Regions from separate parts of the Takifugu rubripes genome. Here region 1 is linked to region 2. A link is a contact called in public Hi-C data. All regions are on one chromosome and are shown on one strand. Each heading gives the region's core, a stretch centred on a gene start, on an enhancer-like site or on the middle of the called end of the contact. The rest is flanking DNA. Distances are from core to core; before and after follow the strand shown.

Region 1 (6,552 bases), core at 891-3,390, 200 kb before region 2:
TTATTTGTTCCTGTGGTTGAGCGCCAATTGTTTCTCCAGGAGTGTTTAAGGTCACTAAGAGGATTTGAAGCCCGTTTCATATCAGTAATCTTTTTGAGGGAATTAAATCAACAATGCATTTCTCTCCATATTTAGCAACAGGCTGGCCTGTAACAGCCGAGCCCTGCAGGGCAGGAGACGGAGAGAGGACGTGTAAGTCCCGCGAACGAGTAAACAGAGGAGGGGGGGAGGTCTCCGTGCTGCCGCCCGAAAGCAGGCAGGCGGCCCCGCGCACCTTTCAGGATGTGACATTCAGTGGATCTTTAGCCTGGTGATTGTCCCACTAGTGTTTTCCTTGAAATGGATCTTGCCCCCCCCCCCCCCCTCCTCCAGATGAACCCAACCGCAGCTGGCCATGTCCCACACGGACACCGAGAGCTTTAACCCTAAACTGACCCCAATTTGACACCACCAGATGAAATTTTACCGCCTGTTAATGTCATCCCCTGATTTTTCGTCCACCCCCCCGCTTTTTTTCATATGCGTACGAATAGTGAGCGCGCACCTGGAAACCCAAACTAGTTTTTAAAAACGGATCATCGCCTCTGAGAGTCCTCCTTCTGGAATTATTTGGCTTGCAAACGCCGTCATGTTGCAGACAAAAGGGGATTTAAGTTGGCACGGGTCTTGTTTATGATGAAAATTAATTTTAATCACCTATTCAGTGAATGGTGATTAAAATAAAATTAGAAAATGAAACAGCGGCTCGCGTAATGTGGCATCAGGTGGCGTTAATGGGCCAAAATTAACCAATTTCGAAACCTGAACGTAGCTAATGGTGAAGGCTTGAGTTTATAGCTGCTATTAATTAGTCCAACAAATAGTTAACAAAAGATGGAGTCCCAAATTTCCCGTCGTTTTGAGTCGTTGCTGGAAGTTTTATAGGCATGGGTGTCTTTCTAGAGCCGTGGACACGCATAATTAGCCTCCGCTATTTTCACACACTCTTCGGGTGTTTACATCACTTGCCTCGGGGCCAAATCACATATTTCAACAATAACTTTGGAAAAATGGCGCACGATCTGTAGCCTGTGCGTTAAAATCAGCGAGAGGTGGCTTTTAAGAGTCTAAAAAACCCAAAACAATAACGTTATCATAAAATACAAAAATCGAGCCTGGAAAGGCGTCTTTTCTACTTAAATGCGCGCGACTGCAACAAATCGGCAAATAAAGTACAACACAAGGTTGATTCCACTTACCGGGATTGTCCAGAAAGAGGGTGGAAGGGGGGAAAAAGTCAAGCGTTAGCGCACAAATCAACGTGAACGATAGTATTTAGCTTATGAAAATATCAGTCTTCAGTGGTCGAGGCTGCCGAGCGGCTTGTGTTTACAGTGGAAGAGAGTCTTGGAGACGGTGAATGCCTTGGCTCTCTGCGCACCGCTCTGCAGCTCCTTCCCGGGGTATTGCGCGTTGAAATGTCCACACAGTCGTTTGTCAAACCCAGCAGTCCCTCACTTCCCACCCCCATTTATGCCAACAAACATAACTGTTGCCACGGTTTCATTTATTAAATCTTTTTTTTTTCACCCACTATTTTTTAAGACCCCCGCTATTTCTGTAATTGACCCTGAGCGACTCTGCTGGCTATTTTGTTTGTTGGGTAGGGCGGGAGTTTATTGACCCTCCAACGGTAGCCGCAACCCATCTCCCTGAGCGCGTGTCTTCTTTAATCCTAACCTGTGAATAATTAATTTCGACCATCAAAAGTGTTACGAAGCCATAAATGGAGCTTTTATGAGAGTCTGTCAATGCGGCCACGGTGCCATCTTAGTACTGATGGAGCTAAATCTTAAAGGGGATGCGTGGCCTGCTTCTGTTTTGTGCGTAAAAGTGCCCAAGACTCCAAACAGGGCTCCACTGCAATCGATGACCGCGGCTTTGCTCCTCCTCTAAACTTCAATCTCCTTACATGATTGATGATCTTTTGGGGGGTGGTGGTGGAGGGTGGAGGGGGCTTTGATAATTGACTACTCCGAGGTGAGGCGCGGATTTCTATCTGAACAGCCGATTGGACGAAAGAAATATACAAAATTACTTCCTCCACAAAAGCTTTTTTCGCCTCCAGGAAAAGTTCATTCTGAGCTCGCAGGGGTGCGGTGTGTGGTTTAATTTGCTACAAAAAAATTAAAAAAAAAAGAACGAGAGAGAGACTGGAGCAATAATTAGCTGCGAGATTAGGAGGCATTACTGACATATTAGGCACACCAGCTTATAACCACAAAACAGATAACAAGTAAGCGTCATGCTCATATATTAAAGTCAGTATTCATGAGATATCCTGATAATTTCAGCTCGGGACAATCCTTTGTTTAACTTACGCGCCGGCTGCAATTTTACGCATTCGCTGTTTATCCGTGCGTAAAAGTTTATGTGCGTCATTTTGTGTTAAAACATGATTCGGTGTCGTGTGTTATGTGATGAATGGCCGCCAAAGTGTGCGCGCTGCTTCAAACCTTCCTCACACACTCTTCTCTGCTCCTCTTTCTTTACAGGACTCGTCTCTGCGAGGCGGAATTGGGGTGGGAGTTGGAGCTGTGCTGCTTTGGCTTTTTTACCCCCAGTGTGGAGTTGAAGCCGTCCCCGTTCCTCGCACACACTCTGCATATCACAAGATTTGGTCTCTCCTCTCTCTTTTCTGGAGCTGCTATAGGACTGGCTATGGCCACCGCTACTTCCGGGATCCGTCATTTCATTCGCCCACCGCTCAGCGCTGCGAACTGACTCTGTTTCTATAAGCAAGCTAGCAGCCAACCTGCCAACACTCGCTGACACTCACTCATCTCAGTTTCGCCAGATAGACGAAATACCTACGGGGGGAAGAAAGGAGAGATCCGAATCGCAATCGCAATTTCTGCTGCCTCTTTTTTCTCCATTTTTTAAAAGAAAGAGTGATAATAAAACAAGATAGCGATCTGGAAGCTTTAAAGGAAACGCGGACTTGCCGGATGAAAACGGACTAAAAAGATTCGTCCTTCTCTCGAACATCATCACCAACCGTCATTCATTCATTACCTTGACAACCTCTGGCTTTGATTGACAGCTGGAGTGGCAAAAAGCCATGAGACACGACAGTTTAGTTACATGCAGGTTGTTGATGGGCCGATTGTAACCCTCACTTTGGCGCATTTTTTCTTCTTTTGCCGAGGAAAGAGGGGAAACGAGACTAATTGAGAAAAAAAACTCCCCGATGCAACGGTCTCAACTGAGCCACACTGGCGAATAGGAGAATTCGCAAAGTTGGTTGAAAGCTGACTTTCTTACCGGGACTGGGATATTAAACACACGACAGATCCAGGAGTTTATTGGAGCGCAGCCTGATGGCGCAAAGGGTAGGTTTTAAATCTCCTACACTTACCTGTTCAGATCCACAGGGAGGCCCTGCTATCGATAACCTCTCGTCGGCTGGTGGCAGATTTACAAAGTATTCCTATCAAAGCCGCCGTATTTGACATTTTTGCAGCGCCCCTGCTCTTCAGCTGAAGTGACAGCCCCTGCTTTTGCCGACAGCCTCCACCAGTCGCGGGGCAGTTTTTTCCACGGGAGACTCCAAACTAATTCGCTCTTTTCCTTCGCACCAAACTTTCCTCCGCGGAGCAACCCGAATTATAATGTTTCTGGTAATGGCAAACCATTAAACACATTTCATATGTGGCACTTTTATGCGTCGGCGCTGCGCGTTTTCAGCGCAACAGCTTATTTGTTTTTCCGCTGCGTAGGTTCAGAATGAGACGGCGTGCTTTGTGCTCCTTACACACTTGTTTTGTTTTCTTCTTTCTTATTTTATTTTTTTTTTATAAGTTACCGGGCAGCTCGTGTTGACTTTTGTTTGATTTCATTCCCAGTACGATGAGCTGGCCCATTACGGTGGGATGGACGGAGTTACGGCGTCGATGTACGGGGACCCGCATGCTCCCCGGCCGCTTCCCCAGGTCCACCATCTGAACCACGGACCGCCGCTGCACTCCAGCCAGCACTACGGCACCCACGCTCCCCATCCGAACGTTATGCCCACCAGCATGGGCTCTGCTGTCAACGACGTTTTAAAGCGGGATAAAGATGCAATTTACGGGTAAGGGTCGCCCGAGCCGAAGAGCCTACACCTAAGTTTTTTAATTTTTTTTTTAGATTTCCTATTTTACTCCAGTTTGGTTTGCAGAAGTTTCTATCCGGCCACTAACTGGGAGTCGTGCTTTGTGCCGGAGCGGGCGTCATTTTTTGGTCCCCATTGTTTGGTCAGGGGAGTTCTGTTGATGTGTAATTTTAGACGCATTGTAGAAGTAGGACTAAGCCTTGAGCCTGAATTACAAACTATAAAATAATGTGGAGTCTCGCTGCGCGCATTCCGAGCCCAGAGGTCACAGTCTGCACGAAAACAAACTAAAGGGCGAGTTCCAAATATAAACCAAAAAAAATTAAACCGTATAAAGTTTGCGTTAATTATAATTTTCATCAGGGCGACGTTTTGGAATAGTCCGGCAGTGTTGTGGCTGCCCATAAAACTCATCTGGTGTTTTCTCATGCTGCCTGGACACAAAAATCGCGTTAAAATCTGAACGTGTAATTATATTTTATATCAGGTTATTCTTAAAGCGCGTAAGAGACGCCACAGAGACAATGGCACGACTTTGAAAAGGGTCTTCCGAAACCTGCCCATTTCATAGAAAGAGTTATAATCCCAGTGTGTATCATTATAATCTCGGGTGTTGTGCGGAGCAAATCCTCATCTGCTCTGCTCACGCGTCCCATCACCGTCTTTAGTTTAATTTTACTTTAATTCATGAAAGAAACGACATTTGTCTTATAATCACGCGTTTAAATTTTATTTTCCTGCATGACTCCTGGCGCAGCTTGGATACCTAGTTTTTTATTCACCTCCTCACGCTTTTGCATCGTTATGATGTGCAATGTAATGCATTTCTGTAAAAATATTTTCAGAACAAGTTTATTTGATTTTAAACTGTAAACGCGCTGCCTCAATTTGCCCCAGTGTTGTTTTAAGTTGCGTTCACGTCCCAGCCGTTTTTATTTTGTAGCCTACTGCAAGAAATGCCAGCCTCAACAAGTCGATTAATATCAGACCGGGACTTAATCCCTTAAATATCCCAAAGCTAGGAAATAAAATATTCCAGATGCATTTATTCATGCTGCAAACTGAAAACTTTCATCCCGGCTCTTGTTTGCATTATCTGACTGTCCTTTTTTGGGGGGGGTTGTTTTAACAAGGTGGCTGCTTGTTTTAATAAACTCGGAGAAAACAGTTTAAATAAAACAAAATGGATTAAAATAATTGATGTTGTATTCGCAGTCAGGAACGTGTGGGGCTGGTCAGAGACGCAGGGTGCATGCGGACATTTTTTGCAGTGGAGCCGGTGAGCAGCCTGTGCTCAGACTGTGTTTCCCTTCTTGCAGTCACCCATTATTCCCACTGCTCGCGCTGGTTTTTGAGAAGTGTGAGTTGGCGACGTGTACTCCGAGGGAGCCCGGTGTGGCAGGAGGCGACGTCTGCTCCTCAGACTCCTTCAACGAGGACATCGCAGTCTTTGCCAAACAGGTTATTCTGAACGCAAATGTCACGCAGATATCTGGGACTGTTGCGGCGGATGCAGCCTCTGCTTTAAAAGTTTCTGTTTCTAGCAGCAGAGGAGAGAGAGAGAGAGAGAGAGAGAGAGAGTGTGTGTGTGTGTGTGTTTCAAACGTCCCCCATCCTGCAACATATTAGAATGTGAATTGATGCACAATTTTATTTTGTGCCAAACTAACGGTGACGTTTGCGCTATTTTAGGTCCGAGCAGAAAAACCTTTATTTTCATCAAATCCAGAGCTGGACAATTTGGTAAGCCACACTCTGACATCTCTGTCTTCATAATTGCCGCGACGCTGCGGTTGCACCCGTCCTTGTTTCAGCGGCGCTCACGATTGTGCGCAACATTAGGCGGCATTGAAGTGAACGTATGATTTAAATGTCAGATCCGGTTTGCATGTGAAGCTGCGCGGCCACAGTCGCCGCTGTCACCGGTCAAACTTTTTTTATTTAATTCATCAGGAATGAAGGACTGTGCAAATGCCAACTTTTGAAATAATTAACGCTGAGTGGACAGCGTGTAAAATATTTAATAAAATACAACAAATATTAATTAGCCCTTTTTGACTCTCTTGCAGATGATACAAGCCATACAAGTATTACGGTTTCACCTTTTGGAATTAGAAAAGGTATGTATGTATGACTCTATATTTGTGTGTGTGTGTGTACATATATATCAACATAATTAATGAATTATGCAAATTTATGTAGCCCACCACGCGTATAAAATAAGTTAGACCTTTGGGATGACGGTTCTGATTGTTATCGATCAGCAGATATAGTTTTACCTGTTCATTACACCCAGCTGACGGCGTGTTGCTTTTTGCTTTTTGTCGTTCGACTTGTTGCTCAGTCTCAGGAGAATAATAAGCACAGCAACAATTTGACTATTGTTTCCTCGCCGCCGATAATGCCCCCTTAATTGGAGT
Region 2 (6,695 bases), core at 1,335-3,834:
AACCCTCAATTACTGTTTGCAGGGCTGGGGCTGTTGTTAAAGATGGTGCCATGATCAAACACAATTTGGATCAAACCACGACTTTATTTCACATTCTCTCACATTTACAATCAAGGACCGATTAGCCTCAGACATTAACGAGCCCACTAATCCATTTGGGCCCCTCGTGATAACGGTTAATTGTCTGTAAAAATGTGTACAGATCCCCGTTTGGGTTGTTTACTAACTGATTTGGATGTGGTTAGACCCTAAAGAGGTATCATTATGTTGATAGTTCTTTGGAAAATGAGCCCCTGATGGAGGCAACACCAGAGAGGAAATAAAGTTAAGGATCCACAGGACTGTCTTCAATCATTTCCCACAAACGTATCACTTTGCTGAGATAACATTTGGCTGTCATCAGCCCTCATCAAACTTCACCTATAATTAACTTGTCATTACATGTGTAGCTAGCTACACTATAGCTTCATTTATAGAGAGAAACTCTAGTAGATTCAGATGTTGATTCATACTGTGAGGTCCAGAAAAAAAGAACTGGAAGAAAAGATGCTTTAATTTGGCACTGCATCGTCTGCTTCATGTTTCTGGCTAGGACAAAACTTAAAACCAAATTAGTCGAAATCCAACTTGAGTTCTGCATTAAATCAGAGTAATAACACTGGTTTGAGCTGTGAAAGAACATTTTCTGTGATGTGACCAGTGTTCACTGAGAAAGGAAGAAATTACGACCACTAAAATAAAGCCTGCTGCTCAGCAAAAATGTCCTGTAATTAATGTTGAGCATCTCTTTAAATGATAATCCAAGATCCCTGCAGACAAGATTCCCGTAGCAACCACACAGTTCCTAAAAATTTAAACAGCGGCTTTGTTGTTGATCGTGACATGATCCAGCTAAATTCCGGCGCTGATAGCAAGAAAATTTATTGAGCATCATAAACATGCAGATTAATTGTGGAGATAAAGTTTTATTATTAAAAGAGTGTGTCACTGAGCAGTGTAGTACTTGGGTTGTCACATTGTTTAAGAGTCTACAAGCGTGGATGTGTGTTTGCGGTCTGGCCACTCAGCACGTAACCTTGGCCGCCCCGTTCTGACAATCAATTTACGGTCTTGTGATTTGAGGCCTTCGAGTTTCTCATCGCATCCAAAGTTTTCGTGTCCTTGTGTGGCAAAAATTAGTTTGTGTGTCCGTGTAAATCACCTGTCGTATCGTATGCACATGCTACTTTAAGAAAAGGCCAAGGGTGTCATTTCATTCCCGCCGCCATGCTTTATATTTATGCGTCTCATATTCCCATCTATTGGCTGTATCTGCGGCTGGCTATCCATCAACACCCTTTTTTTTCTTTTTTTTTTTTAATCCCTGCTGCATCAACAATAAGGACATAAACTGCTTTTTATGTCAGCAAAATGCAACCGCAAATAAATCCAGAGCCGCCCACCTCTTTATTTGTCTGGGTAATATTAAAATTGAAGTGACCCAGTTTAAATCAGTCTTATCCTGTCTGTCAAAACTTCAGTTGGAGTTAGTACACACATGGTGCTTTGTAAAGCATTAAAGGAATTTTTTTTTCAGTATTACTCATCCGAATCAAATGAAGTTTGTCCTTTCATGCTGAAGGGATTGTTTTCTGATTATCCTGCCCCACAGGGACTAAATATAACTATTACAACTGCAGTATACCTTAATAAATCATACTGCTTTCATGTTTACAGTACATAAATTATTTATAGTATCCACTTGGACAAATGAATCAAGCTATGCAACACATTGGTATGATTAAATACTGTTTATAAAACAAAAGGAAAACACACCAGAGACCAAGTTTTTGGGAAATGTGCTCTCAAACACCAAGTAACACATTTTTGTAGTGGAGATTATGCCTTATATAAAATTACATTGAATAGTATATTACCCATTCAAAAGCAGTTCTTGTTCTCAGTTTGTATACCCAGAGTATTCCACGATGCAAATGGTGTTTGTAGTGTGGTACATTTTATGTTCAGGATGAACATGACAAAAAACATCAACCAAAAAAAAGCACTGGGATGAAAACATGTCTCACCCCATTTTGTACAGTCAAACAAAATCCATTGCCTTTAGCCTGCTTAGGGGTGGAAGGTGAGGGAAACACACACACAAAAAAGCCGTGCAATTACTATGTTCTGGCACAGCAACAGAGAGTAAAGAGCATCAAAGACTTTCCTCTGAGCAAACTGGGGCTCCCTCAGAGGAAAAAGTCAAACTCTGTGAATACCACCGCATGGACTTTGGGTTCTCTCCTGAGACACACAAGGCAATAGGTGTGTGCCAGCATCATTATTGCAGTTATTTGCACACCATACCCTTCCACGGGTAGTTTTTTCAACAATGCAGAGTGCATCACCAGTACTTTGAATAATATTTTCAGTATATTTTATTGAAAATTGAAATCATGTCACACTTTTAAAATATTTTATTGCTTAAAACCAAAATTACAATGCAAACATCTAATATAAATGGCATTTAAATCCCAGAGGGGGAGAGCATATCGGCTCTGATTTTCTATCAGGCATATTTTTGGACGACTTGCTATTTACCGTGGTCCTTTGACAACCCGGAAGTGTAGTGCTCTTACATGCGTACATGCAACCGGTTGCTAAGCACAGTGTCTAGTTGTGGACCATTATAGAGTACTGAACCGGTTCCCATTTGACTCTAGAGGAACATTAAGAAGATGAAAGTAGTCGCGTTGATAAGGTAATCGCGCTGATCTGTAGTATCCGTGTCACAGTTCACACATTGGCACAAACTCGAATGTTTTTCTTGGTAGCTACAAAAATCTATGTTGCTGTGCTGTAGGAATACTAAAATAATCCACTGGATAAGGTATTTGTCTGTCATTTTTCCTGTTTTACCTCAATACCTCAACAGTATTATTAAAGATTATTTCATGTACAACTCTCTACCTCTGCCTATTAGGATGACACCACTACATCTCCCTGATAATGCATAAGTCTGCTTTTTGAATGAACAAGTCATGTTTATTTACCTTGCCTGTTTCTCCCGTTGTCTTTTAGTGGCGGCAAAGACAGCTGCTACAACATGATGCAGTGTGTGGCTGCTGGTCACCAGATTGTAGCACTGGCTAATCTCCGTCCTGCAAACACAGGTGAGGAAAAGGTACTGCTGGGGTTTTTATGATCTACGACTGACACTAGCCCCAATGTGGGCCAGCCACCTGCACTTCTGCTGAACAATGAATTAAGAACTTTTTCTCTGTGGCAATTTACTTTACATGCCTTTAACATAACTGAAAAATTCCCCAATAAAATGCCACCATGTACAGTGGGATTAAACTCCTGCTCATGTTTGGCTTTTTGAGTTTAGCATTGAAGCTCAGCAGTTTGCCTAAACTTCAAAAAATCAGTTTGCAATTATTTCAGTTTGACAAAAATTTGGTGCAAAATAAAACCCATCCACAAAATATATTGGAAATATATTCTATAATTATTTTGATTACACATTTCTATTGCTCTGTCCTTCATTACAGCTGGAAATTAAAACATTTAAACATTAATATGTTGTTCCAATTTTGTATATAAATCAATATAGACATGGTAAAATTAAAAGTATAAAATTACTGCTATTTTAATATTATTATTCATTTATTTTTACATTAAGCATGGTTTTCTTTGTGCTTTTGAAATCAAGGTTTTCCAGACCTGCCGATTGTTTCTATTATATCTAGTTTTTTCATCTCGTCCTTCATGTTACAGATGAGTTGGACAGCTACATGTACCAAACAGTGGGCCACCAGGCCATAGATCTGTATGCTGAAGCTATGGATCTGCCCTTATACAGACGTATTATCCAGGGCTCCAGCCTAGACACCAGCAAGAATTACACTAAAACAGATGGCGATGAGGTGGAAGACCTGTATGACCTCCTGCACCTTGTCAAGGTATGTGTGCTGTAAGGTTTACATAGTCGCATAAGAATAATATCTGCTTGCCATTGTTTTACTGAATGTTATTGTTGCACAGACATTACACCATGGTAAAAAAGAGATTCAATCTTATTCTGGATAGAATTACAATACACCGTAACTATGTAAACTCCCTGTTGCAGTGCTTCATTGTGTGTTTACGCTCAAGCAGTCATCATTTTGACTCTGTGCCGCCACTGACATATGCTTGAGTGCTTTTTACTCAGCGCTGCTAAACTTTTTATCCCAGCAAGGGTTCATGACATATGTCAGACCCTTGAGAATTTTGCAGCTCATTCTACGCAGATTCTGAGTTACTTTGTTTCCCATCAGAACCGGTTCGAGAGATTCTGCTTGTCTGCCTTCATCTGGCCCAGCGAGAGGTCCTCAAAGATGATTGCAAAGCGCAGCCAAGCTGCTCAGGAAATTAAAAAGCTATGTTAGTGCTTTTAGTCTGTCAAATTGAGTGTGTCTCGATTTCACTTTCAAAGCGGCGTGTGTTTTCTCTTTTATCTCACTCTGGGAAATTGTGTGTCCATTCTACCAGTTTATGAATGTTTGATGTGTGAAGTTAAAGTGAGGTGCCCTTCAACAACTGGCTTCACAGGCATTTTTTTTCTCCTTACACACGTGACAGAATATCAGATGCAAAAATTAATCACCAAATTAATATTTAATCAAACACCACTTTAGCCAGGATGTTGAGAAAATATTCATTTGATGCCAAATTATGTATGAGACCTTGGTGGTCTGATGTGGTGCAGGGTGGCTGACTGACAGGTCCGAGACAACTGCACGCGCGTTTAACACACCGCTGCCACCGGCTGCTTACCTGACCGCCTGCAGCCATGAGGAAACTACCTGGACACACATCAATGGCAGCAGTGTCCCGCCCTGCTGTCAGTACAAACAGTGTGGGATTGATTCTCTGTAATGCTTTTTTTTTTTTTTACCCCTCTGCTCCCCCCTTGCACACAAACTCTCATTTTAGCTTGCAGCATCAAAATTTAAGAGCCTCTTATGGGATGGAGGATAGGAGTTTGTTGTTGAGTTGGCTGGACGTGGTGTAAATGGAAAGAGGGAGAGAGAGTGAGTGTGCTTCGACTCGTCTCGGATTTTCCTGTAGGTCTGTGTGGAGACATGTTCATCCAGAGCTGAGGGCTGCTCCAGGGCCCCTGCATGTCCGCACACCGGCTGTGTGGCAAGAGCCAGTCAGCCCGCCTCAGGGCATTATGCACCCTCTGTCTGACTTTCTTTGTCGTCTTCTGTGGAAGGAGCAGGGTTTGCATGCCAAAGCTCATGCTCATGAGTATCTCCTGAATGTCCTCACAAAGCCAAATTTCTAATCAGTGTTAACAGTGAAATAGTGAGTATCTCTTTGGCAAGTGATGAAATGTACAACTCTGCCCCTGGTCATGTTCCTAATTGCAAAGGGCTGCAAGTTTTTCTTTTTTGAGGGCTTCTCTGGTCCGACCTCATCAGTCAGTCTCCCGTGGGGCCTTCGTGGCCAGCAGATCTGAAACTCTGAGACTGGTTTCCCCCTCTCGTCGTCATCAACAGACCTGCACCATAAACAACAGGCTTCCTCTCTCTCTTAATGAAATATGTCAACCATTAGAGTCAAAGCTCTGTCGTTGCTTTTTTCTTTCTGTAGCATTCCCATTTTACACATCAGCACATGGTGAATGGTCGTAGACTCCTGAACTTTTGAAACACGCGGTTAAGTCTGAGCATTTGACAGCCATGAATTGTGGTTTCAGTTATATAGCTAACTTTTACGCTTGGTTTAGTAGGATTTTACTATGTAATAAAGTGTGTGGTGTTGTTGAGTGGTTAAGGAAATGAAAGAGCAAGCAATAACCCCCCCCCCCCCCCAAAAAAAAGAAAGCATTTGATAATGAGCCGTTAAACCACTCTTACTGAAAAAGAACAGGTTTTGCATTTTTTAAAAACCTGTTCTGTTTGTAAAGTGTGATATTTTGAAAGATTCTTCCTAGCAGTTTGAATTAATTAGAACTTACAAGATTATTTTTGGCGAATGACACACGAGCTAAGATGAAAGAATTTCCTTCTCACTTTGGAAGTTGATGTATTTTCGTCGCTCCTCTCTCGTGCAGAGCCGGCTCCAGCTCTGTAGCGTGAGCCAACAGTGCCATCTACGGATCACTCTTAGAAGCTGACAGACTGGAGAGGCTCTCCAGTATTTGGCCTCTAGAAAAACGTTTGGAGCCATTCAAAAGCCTCAAAGAAAGAGATCATATTCTTCAGAAGCATTGTTGATAGGGTGCGGGGGGGTCGGGGGGGCTGAGGGGGAAGACCCAATTATAAGAAAGAAAAAAATGAGCCTTCCTTCCTCTGGCAGTGGTGATAGTGGCAGGATGACAATGCGAGCCTATCATTGGCTCCTTTGCTCTCATCACTGGCTGCGATTCTTTGAAGTCTGAAACCTGATAGATTTGCAAGCCGCTGCGTTCTCCATTCGATCCTGCTCGTTGCTGATCTTTGAACCCGCTCTCCGAGGCAGAGGAATAACAGTTTTGTCAACAGCAGGAAGGGGGATTTTATACTTATGGACATCTGACGCCATAAATGTGCGTTTCCATACGGCTGATGACATGCTTTGGTCCTCTGCCGGCTAGAATGCGCGTACATGAATCAAACGTCTTTGTTTGAGTTGTTGTTGGCAATCCTCGGGCTACTTTGCGTAAATGTTCTCGTTTGGGTAGA

Evidence for each region. Hi-C and Micro-C count contacts between places; a contact is called where the count stands out from the background.
Region 1: a Hi-C map of an unstated tissue shows a contact between it and region 2, with 8 times the contacts expected there. The contact joins the promoter of meis2a here to the promoter of dph6 in region 2. A contact is called at or near these places in 2 of 2 Hi-C or Micro-C datasets (muscle and an unstated tissue).

The regions. Positions count from the first base shown.
Region 1 is chr2:6,584,754-6,591,305 of fTakRub1.2, reverse strand. It overlaps meis2a (Meis homeobox 2a), which reads left to right and starts at 2,140. Exons shown (of 14, transcript XM_029828717.1): 1 at 2,140-2,275; 2 at 2,535-3,371; 3 at 3,885-4,111; 4 at 5,452-5,593; 5 at 5,825-5,875; 6 at 6,202-6,252. The coding sequence starts at 3,360. It overlaps LOC115247337 (a long non-coding RNA gene), which reads right to left and starts at 1,995. Exons shown (of 2, transcript XR_003886404.1): 1 at 1,239-1,995.
Region 2 is chr2:6,387,534-6,394,228 of fTakRub1.2, reverse strand. dph6 (diphthamine biosynthesis 6) reads left to right here and starts at 2,584. Exons shown (of 12, transcript XM_029827658.1): 1 at 2,584-2,740; 2 at 3,061-3,152; 3 at 3,760-3,944. The coding sequence starts at 2,718.